Regions from separate parts of the Rattus norvegicus genome. Here region 2 is linked to region 1. The links are chromatin contacts, called in public Hi-C maps. All regions are on one chromosome and are shown on one strand. Each heading gives the region's core, a stretch centred on a gene start, on an enhancer-like site or on the middle of the called end of the contact. The rest is flanking DNA. Distances are from core to core; before and after follow the strand shown. Region 1 has its middle 310 kb from the start of Adgrl2. Region 2 has its middle 140 kb from the start of Adgrl2.

Region 1 (4,929 bases), core at 1,394-3,893:
TAGTTTTAGTAGCTCACACAGTGTCTGGGTTTAACTAGGGGCCAAGTACTGCTCACTTTCTTTTAAAAAAATGGGAGTAATTATTGGAGCTTATGAGAGCAATGGGAGCCACCATCCACTAAAAATAGAAAATATTTGGACTTAGCCACAGGCACATGACAGCAAGTCCATGAACGTCTCCTCAGCCCGGCCTGCTGCTGACCTGCATCTGAAGGGGACAGGCTATTTACTGGAATGGATGACATATGGGGAGGCCACTTCGGTAATCCTGTTCCATGTCTCTTAAGCTCAAAATGCCAATCGAGGGGAAAGTTTGATACTGTTTTGGTTCTGGAGACAAACCTATTAGAACCAGGGCTGAGAGTAGAAAATGCATTACGTTGAGGCCCCTTGTTAAATCTCAGCCATATCCTTTGGACAGGGTAGATATTTTGTGGTCTCTAATTCCACTTATGTGCCTTAAACCTCAAGATATCTGCATGGTGGACTTAGTACTGGCTGATACCTTTACTAGCGAAGAATTTTCTAAATTAAGTAGTGCTATATGTAATTACGGCGAAAAACACGGACATTCATTCTTTCAAAAATATCCAACTCAAAATAATCTGATTCGTCTTTGGAGAAGAGAAAAAAGAAACACACACACACACACACACACACACACACACACACACACACACACACACACAGAGAGCAACCACTGAGAGAAAAGGCTCTGAGAAAAATCACATTTAGTGATCAGATTCAGTTCTCTTGGCTGCTGTTGCCAAGGCGTTTGTGATTATTACCTTTTTTTTTCCTTTTTAGATGAGAGTGACTACATAGGGGCAAAAAAGGCTTGCACTTAACCAAGTGAAATATGAGACTTGCATGTGAGTAGGTGGGTAGACAGGGCTCAGAGGGACAGATGTTCTATGAGTTGTTCAAATTTCTCTAAATGAAATTTCATCCTCTGTATCTAATGACTGCCTGCTCTTCTCACACAGTCACAAGTCAGAGGCATCAAGATCGCTGAATAGAATGGAGAAGCGGCGTCTGAAAACCACTTTTACCACACCCAGTTCTTTCTCTGCAGTCTGTGTCCACCCTCAGCAGAGAGGGCTAGCCTCGATGCTACCGAGTGGTTCTTTAAAAGGGCAGGAAAAAGAGTCCCTTGGCAGTGTAATTTCTAGAATTCTTTGAAAACCCCCATGGAATTATAGAGCTTAAAATAAGTACTTTCTGATTTGGTTCTCTTTGCACTAGCTTAAAACTCGGGCTCTAGTTTTTTTCCCCTTCTTTTTCCTTTTCTCCAGTGCCCATCATGTGAGCAAGCTTTTTTGTTTTCCCTATACAAGAAATGAAGCTTTCTGTACCCACAGATTGGGAGCTAAATGCTTCATATTTATTATCTTTAAGGTGCTGTGTTAATGAAAGAATTTTAATCATTGACATTGCTCTGTGAATTATGTATTACAAAAACCCCTGCTGGTGAGTTAGACAAAATTAACCTACTATAAGGGGCATTAAAAAAAATCACAGCTAATTAGTAAGCCAACAGGAACAAAGAATAGAAGATAAAGATGTGGAGAACACATGCAGGAAGGAACTGCTGCTCCCTCCAGCAATGGTTTTCTCTGCGTTGGGTTGGGCGCGCAGGAATGCTCGCATCCCCAGCTCCGGCCTCCAATCAGCTGAATTCTATTAGACTCCAGCATTTTTATGTTTTGCGATTAGTTCTTGAAGCTGCAGTCTCATAGCTCTCTCAAACCATAGAAACCCAACAGCAGCTCATAATATAGCATGGGAGATATTTTTAAACGCTTTAAAATTATTTCCCAGGCGATCTGTATGAGAGACGCAGCGCCACGTGAGGGGATTATGACAGGAAATGACTTCCGATGCTTTCCCAGCCCCCACTCGCTCTTTCTGATCATTAGACATTCCCTATGAGTTCCTGTAATTTAAGGAATCAAAGCTTTGTCCGGGCTCCCTTCTGAAAGGAGATAAAACCAGGTGTAGGCTTAATCCCCCGGTGACACCCAGGGTCATGTTTCTCTTCATCCCCTCTGGTGGCACCCAAGCTGAGGTGAGAGAAGCAACTCTCACCAGTCAAGGGGTCCATGGACACTCACCAGGCAGGGGCTCCATTGAGCCTCACTGCCAAGGGCTGACAAAGAGACTCATTGTTTATCATTGTTCTTTCTAAGTCAGAAACGGAAAAGGAGAAACCTAAAGGAGACAAGCAGAGCTAAGACAGTCCTGATAAAGCGTACTTCTACATGTCCTTGCTCAACAGAGGCCCCAAGTAGTAAAAGGATAAGGCGGCCCTCGACCTTTCCTTCTTGCCTGGAATATTTCTTTTCCTGTTCATCGTGGTGCATTTCCTCCCTACCTAACATCATCCAAGACCACTGTCACCCAGAGGAAACAGTGCTCTGGCTTGTTTTTCTTTAGAGAGAGCGTCCTTAATCTGTCCCATGCTCCTGGTAGACTGTGAGACTGGCTGCCAACAGTTAGATGATTTAAAACCAAATCGGGTTAAATACTTGTGCATGATTCTTGCCTTTTTTGGCAAAAGGCAATTGGTCAAGCGATCCACGGTGAGAGGAGGTTCCTACTTTGAAAAGCAGAAGGGAGCAGGCTGTCAGCAGCAGAGTGTGAAGTTTTTCTGTGTGTGCGCACGTCTGGAATTTTGGCTCCCGCTATGCATGGCTTTGGGTAGCAAGCATCTCTTTCATGTTCCTGTCTTGGCTTTTCTGGAGTTTTCAGAGCTGAGAAAACTGTTCCAGATTTCGATCCTGTGAGTTTCTCTTGTTATTAACTGCAGCGAATATGTTTGGAATGTGGTGACAAATTGGAATGCCCTTGAGTGGAAGAGTTCTGAGTTACTTTCTATTCCCATCTTTCTGGGAAGAAGAGACCCCCCACCTATTCTCCTTGCTTAAATCCATGTCACTTTCATTCTTTATACCTAGTTCCCCAGGCTTTGTCTAAAGTCCTGGGGAGTGCAGCCTTAAGGTCTAATTCTCCTATTTTCTACCACAGTGTACTCCTGGCCCAAAGATTACCTGATTTACTTTTCCCCTTCCATAAGTCAATAGCACAGACTGAGTCATTTATAAAGAACAAAGGTTTACCCAGTATACTGGCTAGTTTTATGTCAACTTGACTCAAGCTAGTGTCATCAAAGAGGAAGGAGCCTCAGTTGAGAAAATGTCTTCATAAGCTCAGGCTGTAGGTAAGCCTGTAGCGCATTTCCTTAACTAGAGCAGGAGAGCCTAGTCCATGGTGGGTGGTGCTATTCCTGGGATGGTAGCCCTAGGTCCTATAAGAAAGCAAGTTCAGTAAGCCATGGAGGAGCAAGCCAGTAAGCAGCATCCTTCCATGGTCTCTGCACCAGCTCCTGCCTCCAGGTTCCTGCGCTTGCAGGCTGCACTTCCTAATTCTCCCTCACAGCTTCTCCCCAGAAGCTTCATTCCTGACTCATAGTCTGTGAACACTACCTCCTTTCTTGCCTGATGCTACTCTGTCTCTCCTATTCTTAGGGGTCTCTTAGGACAAAGGTGATTTTTAATCTCTCAGAGCAACTACTCAGGGCAACTTGCTCCAATGCTGGAGTTTCTGTGACTTTCCTATACTGTTTGATTCCTCCTGTCAAGTGGTTGCTGCACTCACATGTTACAAGGCCACTCTACTTTGCCATGCTGGTTTGAGTTTATCTGAGAGAAGTCACAACCTGATAGTTCCAAGTCTGTGCCTCCCTTATCCTTTCCCCTAGTCAGCTGTAGAATTCGAAGTACATGAATAAACCTCCTACAATTCTTTCACTGTGCTGCTCCCAAGTACTGTGAATTCATGGGCCCAGGACTGCACTTGGACTTCACTGCACACTGCCCTGGGCCAGATGCACCTGGACTTCATCCTGTCTTGTTTAACTTTACCAACAATGCACTCAATCATCATATGCTCTTGGATGTTTGTAAACACCTTATACATGTTTGGGCTTCCCCAGATTTCTAATACCTGAGTACCGTGTGGGTCTGTGAACGTAGTCACAATGTACAACATCTTTGCCTTTACCCTTGACTTCACCATTGGCCTTGGGTAAAGAGTAATAGAATGCGTCTTCCTGAAGTCCTGAGTGTACTACCTAAGTAGGACTGAAAAACAATGGCTCACTGAGTTACTTTTCTGGTTCTGTGGAGTGTTACCAGAGGTAAGCATCTTCGAGGGACATGGGATATGGGAGCTCACAGCTGCAGAGTCTTGGGGACACAAGTGCCTGGTCATGCTGTTTTGGGAGTGATTGAGAGGAAAGCCCTGTTCACCCTAAAATTCTGGGTAAACAACGAGATAGAGAGAGAGAGGAAGGGCATTCCTCTCTGGTGGCTTTATGTCAGGCTCTTCTTGGTGGCTTTATGACAGGCTCTTCTTTCTGGAAATTCTAGCGTAGGTCCTCAGGCTGCTGGTCAAACTGCTAGCAAGTTAGTGTTGGGGGTACAGGACCACACCATGGCCTCCATTTTACTGCCACATCAAGTTTGGTCTTCGGGTTGTGCATGATCTTCCTTTCTACAATTCTATAAATGATTATTTTAAATCCAGAAGTGAAGTTGCCTTTCTGATTAACTCATCGTGCCTTCTATCATACCACAGCACTCCGTACAGGCTGTTCTTCATTGGTGTGGGTTAGTGGGCTTAAAGACCACATACTAAGTTTTGACCGTTTCCCATACCCATCAACTTCATTTCCCTCCTAAAGAGTTCCCAACGCTTGCTGACTTCATTTTTTCTTCCTGACTTGTCATCATGTTCATAGTTTGTGCGTGTGTGTGTGTGTGTGTGTGTGTGTGTGTGTGTGTGTGTGTGTGTTTTGAGAAGGGAGAGAAAAACTGAGTTTAAATAACATTCCTTGTAGGAAAGGGAGTCATTTACTAAGCCATGGGC
Region 2 (4,929 bases), core at 1,776-4,275, 170 kb before region 1:
TAATCCCCTTGTATTCACATAGCCCCTGGAGGGCCCAGTAGACCCTAGAAATGTTCGAAGAGAAGCAGTAAGATCACATGTCATCTAAAGGGCAGCTGACTCCGTCAGAACCTCACTGTCCAGGTTTTGACATCTTCTGAGAAAGAGTCCAGGCGGTCGATTGGCTAAAATGCCCAGAGTTTATGAAACTGTTTGCTGGGAGAGGGTGTTGCAAAAGCAGGCACTGGCATTTCTGCCTTGTGGGTTTTTTTTTTCCAGAGTCTTAAACTCCACACCAATTCTTGTATATAAACTAGACCTGCTTTCACCATGAATTAAAAAAAAAAATGCTGTAAGGAAAGGAAAAGGTCATGTGTGCACCACTCAATTATTCTCATTTGTTTCTCCCCCATGTCCGTTCTCAGAACTCCGAAATGGTGAGAACAAGTACTTGATTTCTAAGTGGTTAGTGGTCTGTTCAGAAAAACCATTTTTCACTAGTCTTGACCCCAAACAACACAATTTGGAAATCCACTCATCTTTGCTGCCAAAATTTTCTTAAAACAAACTGAGAGGGATATGCATGTGTTGCTTTCAATCCCCTCTGGGATTCCTCCTAGAGCAAGGTAACTTTTCAAGTTTAGAACTACGTATACAGTGGCTAGATGTGCGTGGGAGTGCGTGTGTACTCGTGCACGTGCACACGCATGTGTCTGTGCATACATGAGTGCGTCCAGGCGCTCTTCCCTGTTGTATGGATGAACTTGTCTCTGTGGGTGGGCACATGTGTCTGTCAGAAGTTTACTTTAGGGTGTCGTAGTCGTCCTTAATTACTTGCACGTTTTGAGAAAGAGTCTCCCTGAACTTGGAACTCACTGCTTTAGAGAGAAAGGCTAGCCAGAGAGTGCGGGACCTTCCGGTGGCTCCCTGCAGCACCAGGGTTATAAGCACAGGCTACCCCGTGCTGGGATCCGAACTGAGGTCCTCAGGCCTGTGAGGCCATCGCTTTTCCCACTGAGCCATAGCTCCAGACCCAAACTTTTTAAAAGCAATTTTTTTTAACTGCTGATGACTTTTTGATTTGTCTACTTGATTTGAGTCTGCCCAAGTTGTCCTGGATACACAGTTCTTACATCCCTGGTTGTCTTGGTGAGCTTGTACTGTTCTTTTACCATCGCTCTCCGGGAGTCACTCCTCTTTGGTCATAAGAAGAATGCTGTCACCTGTTCAGCTTAGATGTGCTCGATACCGGTTCATCTACAGAGTCTCCTTTTCTAGTAAAAGAAAAGTCTCAAGTTCTCTCTGTGAAAGTGTAGTTCATACAGCCCTATGCTCATGTTCGCCTTGGATGCTTTTATAGTCCGTTATATAGAAACTGCTACAAGTTGTGTAAATACCCTGCCGGGTCCATTCATGTTCATCAGAGGTGGGATGGTAGCCAATAAAACAGTGCTTACTTGAGTGTAAGCCATCACTGCAACCCCCCCAGCCCCTCCCCACCAAAAAATAGAACCAGGACAAATTCCTTGCCTCCACTTAAAGAAGCAAATTTCATGTGCCTTTTTTCTGTAAGCAGACGAAAGATGTTTCATGTATTTAGATGAATAGAGGAGGGGGTGATACATGTTTCTCTCAATTCAAGCTTGAAATTCAGGCTTAAAACTGAACTTTGCTTCCATGGGGTGGGATGGGTCCAAAGATTTGAACTATAAAATTTTTACCCATTATAATTTTTCGTAAAAAAGAAAGTAGGAACAACTTGAAAGGATTGCCTCCCAGAAGGTTACTGGAAGGAAGCCAGCTTGTCTTATTTCTTGACCTTGACGTTTTCTCTAAGGATGGTCCTCCCCACCACATATTTCACTAAGAAAACAGTTCCAGATCACCTCCTTTCTGTCAAATGACTGCATTAAATCTCAAGCTTCAGTAGGAAACGTTACTGACAAGTGGGGGAAAGTGAGGTTGCTTCACAGTGTAATAAAATTAAGATGTTTCAGGTAAGAGTGTCTTCCAGGTGCTCCCTGCCCATGGCTTTGAGACCTCAAAGAGCACACACAGACCAGAGCATGAGGGTTAGAGTTCGGATGACTGGGACTGGATTTGAGGTAAATCCTGACCATTTTCACTACGTTCAGAGTGGGGATTTCTGCTGGGTCAGATTGAGTCTCCAAAGGGCCACACACAAGGATAGCTGAGACCACCACCAAGCTGGAAAATGTGGACGTCTTGAGGGTAGAGCCTCTTCAAGCATCATGTGCCTTGCCCACACTATTTGTGCGTCCTTAAGAGGTATTTAGTACTAGTGGGGACTGTCAGGAACCCAAAGTTCATCTCAAGGTAATGTGGCCACTAACCTGAGCTGGAAAGTCCAGAGAAGCAACTTCCTGTCAAAATCAATCAGACAGAACATGAACAATAGCTCTGACATCCCCAGGTAAGGAGAAAGAGAAAGAGAGAGAGAGAGAGAGAGAGAGAGAGAGAGAGAGAGAGAGAGAGTGTTTCAGTAGACCTCACCACCTCACTGGCATCCCCCTCCCTCCCCTGAAGGCATTCCTGTTCTCAGAAGTCTTGACAGGCAGGTTCGGTTTTAAAAGCCTATAGTTTCTGGAAGTTTTTCTGAACAGGTTGTGAGATGTCATTATGTGTATGGATCCTAGTGTACAAACGATGAGAGTTTGAAGTGACAACTGATCCCTAGGAAATCCAGTGCAGGCAAGCTCACTTACTCTTCAGCTGCTATAGGTCACACACACACACACACACACACACACACACACACACACACTCACACACACACTCACACTCACACTCACATACACATGTATGCACACACACAAGCTCATGCACACACACACTCACACACACGCACACACACACATACACATGTATGCACACACACACGCACACGCATATGCACATCTTTCTATGTTGTGCTATCGAAGCTGAAAGCCTTGTGGAAATATTTCAAAGGCATAGTAATCCTTAAGCAAGCCAGTGCTGTGAGCCTAAGAGACCAGTGATGACTGATGGGTCTCCGCATAGTTTTTCACAAGCATTTTTAAATCATGAGTCAGAATTCGGCTCCAGAAAAAACATTCTATCGTTCCCAGCCCACATGGCTTTCTCATTTGACTTTATTAGGAAAAAAAAATTCCTTTGCAGCTCTCTTAAAAGAACTGGAGAAGAGACTGGGGAAAAGGAGGTCCAGGGACCCAAATAGGGACCCATCTCAAAAAGAGGCTCCAAGGCCTGACACTATTGCTGACACTATAGTGTGCTTACAGGCAGGAGCCAAGTCAGACACAGATCCTTACTCCCAACCAACGGACTGAAGTTGGGGATCCCTGTGGTTGAATGAGGAAAAGGCTAGAAGAAGCTGAGGAGGAGGAGCACCAGCAGTCTCAACTAGCCTGGACCCCTGAAATCTCTCAGACACTGAGCCACCTGTGTGTTTTATAAAGATGAGGGGGAAGAATGTGTTTGGTGTTTGTGTAGTCAGGTGTGTGGGAAGGAGGTGCCTCCACGGGCCCATGCTGATCCCTTCACACTGAGGGACCATCCACAGATGGTTTAGTATAGAATAGAGTTCAGGCAAGGCATGGCATGAGGAGGGGAGTTCAGAGGATAGTAGAGACAGAGAAAGGGAGAGAGAGGGAGGGAGAGGGAGGGGGGCAGCCATGAGTATTCAGAGAGAGGGAAGAGAGGAATGGGGCAAGAGGGGGAGCCGGACAAGAGGACAGAGCAGGAGCAAGAAGGCAAGAGAGAGGAGGGGCTAAGCAGCTCCTTTTATAGTGAGGCAGGCACACCTGGCTGTTGCCATGTAACTGTGGGGTGGAGTCTAGATAAAATGCTAACACCACCAACCAGGCATCATACACTAGCTGGTCCAAGGACTCGAAACAGACAGCAGAAGACTACCTGGTCTGGCCTCAGTGAGAGAAGAGGCACCAAACCCTTGACTTGAGGCCCCAGGGAGTGGAAAGGCCTGGCAGGGTAGGGATGGGAGTGGGGACATAGTCTTGGAGGGGAAGAGGAGGAGGAATGGGATTGTTGGAGGGCGAACCAGGAGGGGGATAATGACTGACCTGTAAAAAGATTAAAGATAGATAAATAAATAAATAAATAAATAATAAATAAATAAATAAATAATCGTAAGTAAATACAGGCTGACAGGACTATAGCGATCTAACATGAGCAGTAACAATAGCTGTTAGAGGCTGTTGACCAGAATGAAGACTCACTAGTGGTTTTCTGACTTAAGTATCGATCGTAATGATTTTTGCGGCTTTTACACGCAAACATGGGCTGTCTGATTTTTACAAGATAAACCGAGTAGATTCGTCCGAATCACTGTGTCTTGTTGAAACAGAAATACACTTGCCACCGTGTCCCTTTGCATAGCTGCTGAGGGAGCTGGCCGGCTGCGCTAGTTTTGCTCAGTGCTCCTCTACCCAGTCCTCTGAGTTTTCATTTCCTACCTCGAAGGGAAGAGAGAGAGAGAGAGAGAGAGAGAGAGAGAGAGAGAGGGAGGGAGAGAGGGAGGGAGGGAGGGAGGGAGGGAGGGAGGGAGAGAGAGAAGATAGAAAGGAAGATAAACAATTTTCTCAAGGGCTCCCAGCTAATGACAGTACCCACTTCAGATGTCTTCTTTGACGAGTCTGAACATTGAATTTGCTCGGAGGTCAGAGAAGATTCCCCCTCCCTCATGGTTTGGTCTCTTCCATCAGAGAAGAAGCGTCTTAAACAAACACAGAAACACTTCCCGGAAGCAGACCAGTTAACCGAGTTGGAGGTCAAAGGTGATGCTGACCATCCTGGTTATTGAATTATCACTTTGGCTATAACTCAATTAAAAAAATCTCCAGGAAGGAGCTGTAATGTAGGAGAAATGTCAGGATTTGAGTCACAGCATCCAGTTTTTGATCTTCATCTGACTAAAAAAGTAATACA

Evidence for each region. A called contact is a pair of places that touch in the nucleus more often than the background predicts.
Region 2: a contact with region 1 is called in a Hi-C map of the A7r5 cell line, with 3 times the contacts expected there. The contact joins two enhancer-like sites. A contact is called at or near these places in 2 of 12 Hi-C or Micro-C datasets (the A7r5 cell line and the Rat2 cell line).

The regions. Positions count from the first base shown.
Region 1 is chr2:240,181,960-240,186,888 of GRCr8, reverse strand. No RefSeq gene overlaps it. Among named protein-coding and RNA genes, the nearest start is that of Adgrl2, 310 kb to the left of the region's middle. Within about 2 kb of position 2,643, at least 8 of the 93 cell types and tissues checked have an H3K27ac peak or open chromatin away from gene starts, as enhancers often do. A contact at or near this core is called in the A7r5 cell line, where this site is marked.
Region 2 is chr2:240,350,442-240,355,370 of GRCr8, reverse strand. No RefSeq gene overlaps it. Among named protein-coding and RNA genes, the nearest start is that of Adgrl2, 140 kb to the left of the region's middle. Within about 2 kb of position 3,025, at least 8 of the 93 cell types and tissues checked have an H3K27ac peak or open chromatin away from gene starts, as enhancers often do. A contact at or near this core is called in the A7r5 cell line, where this site is marked.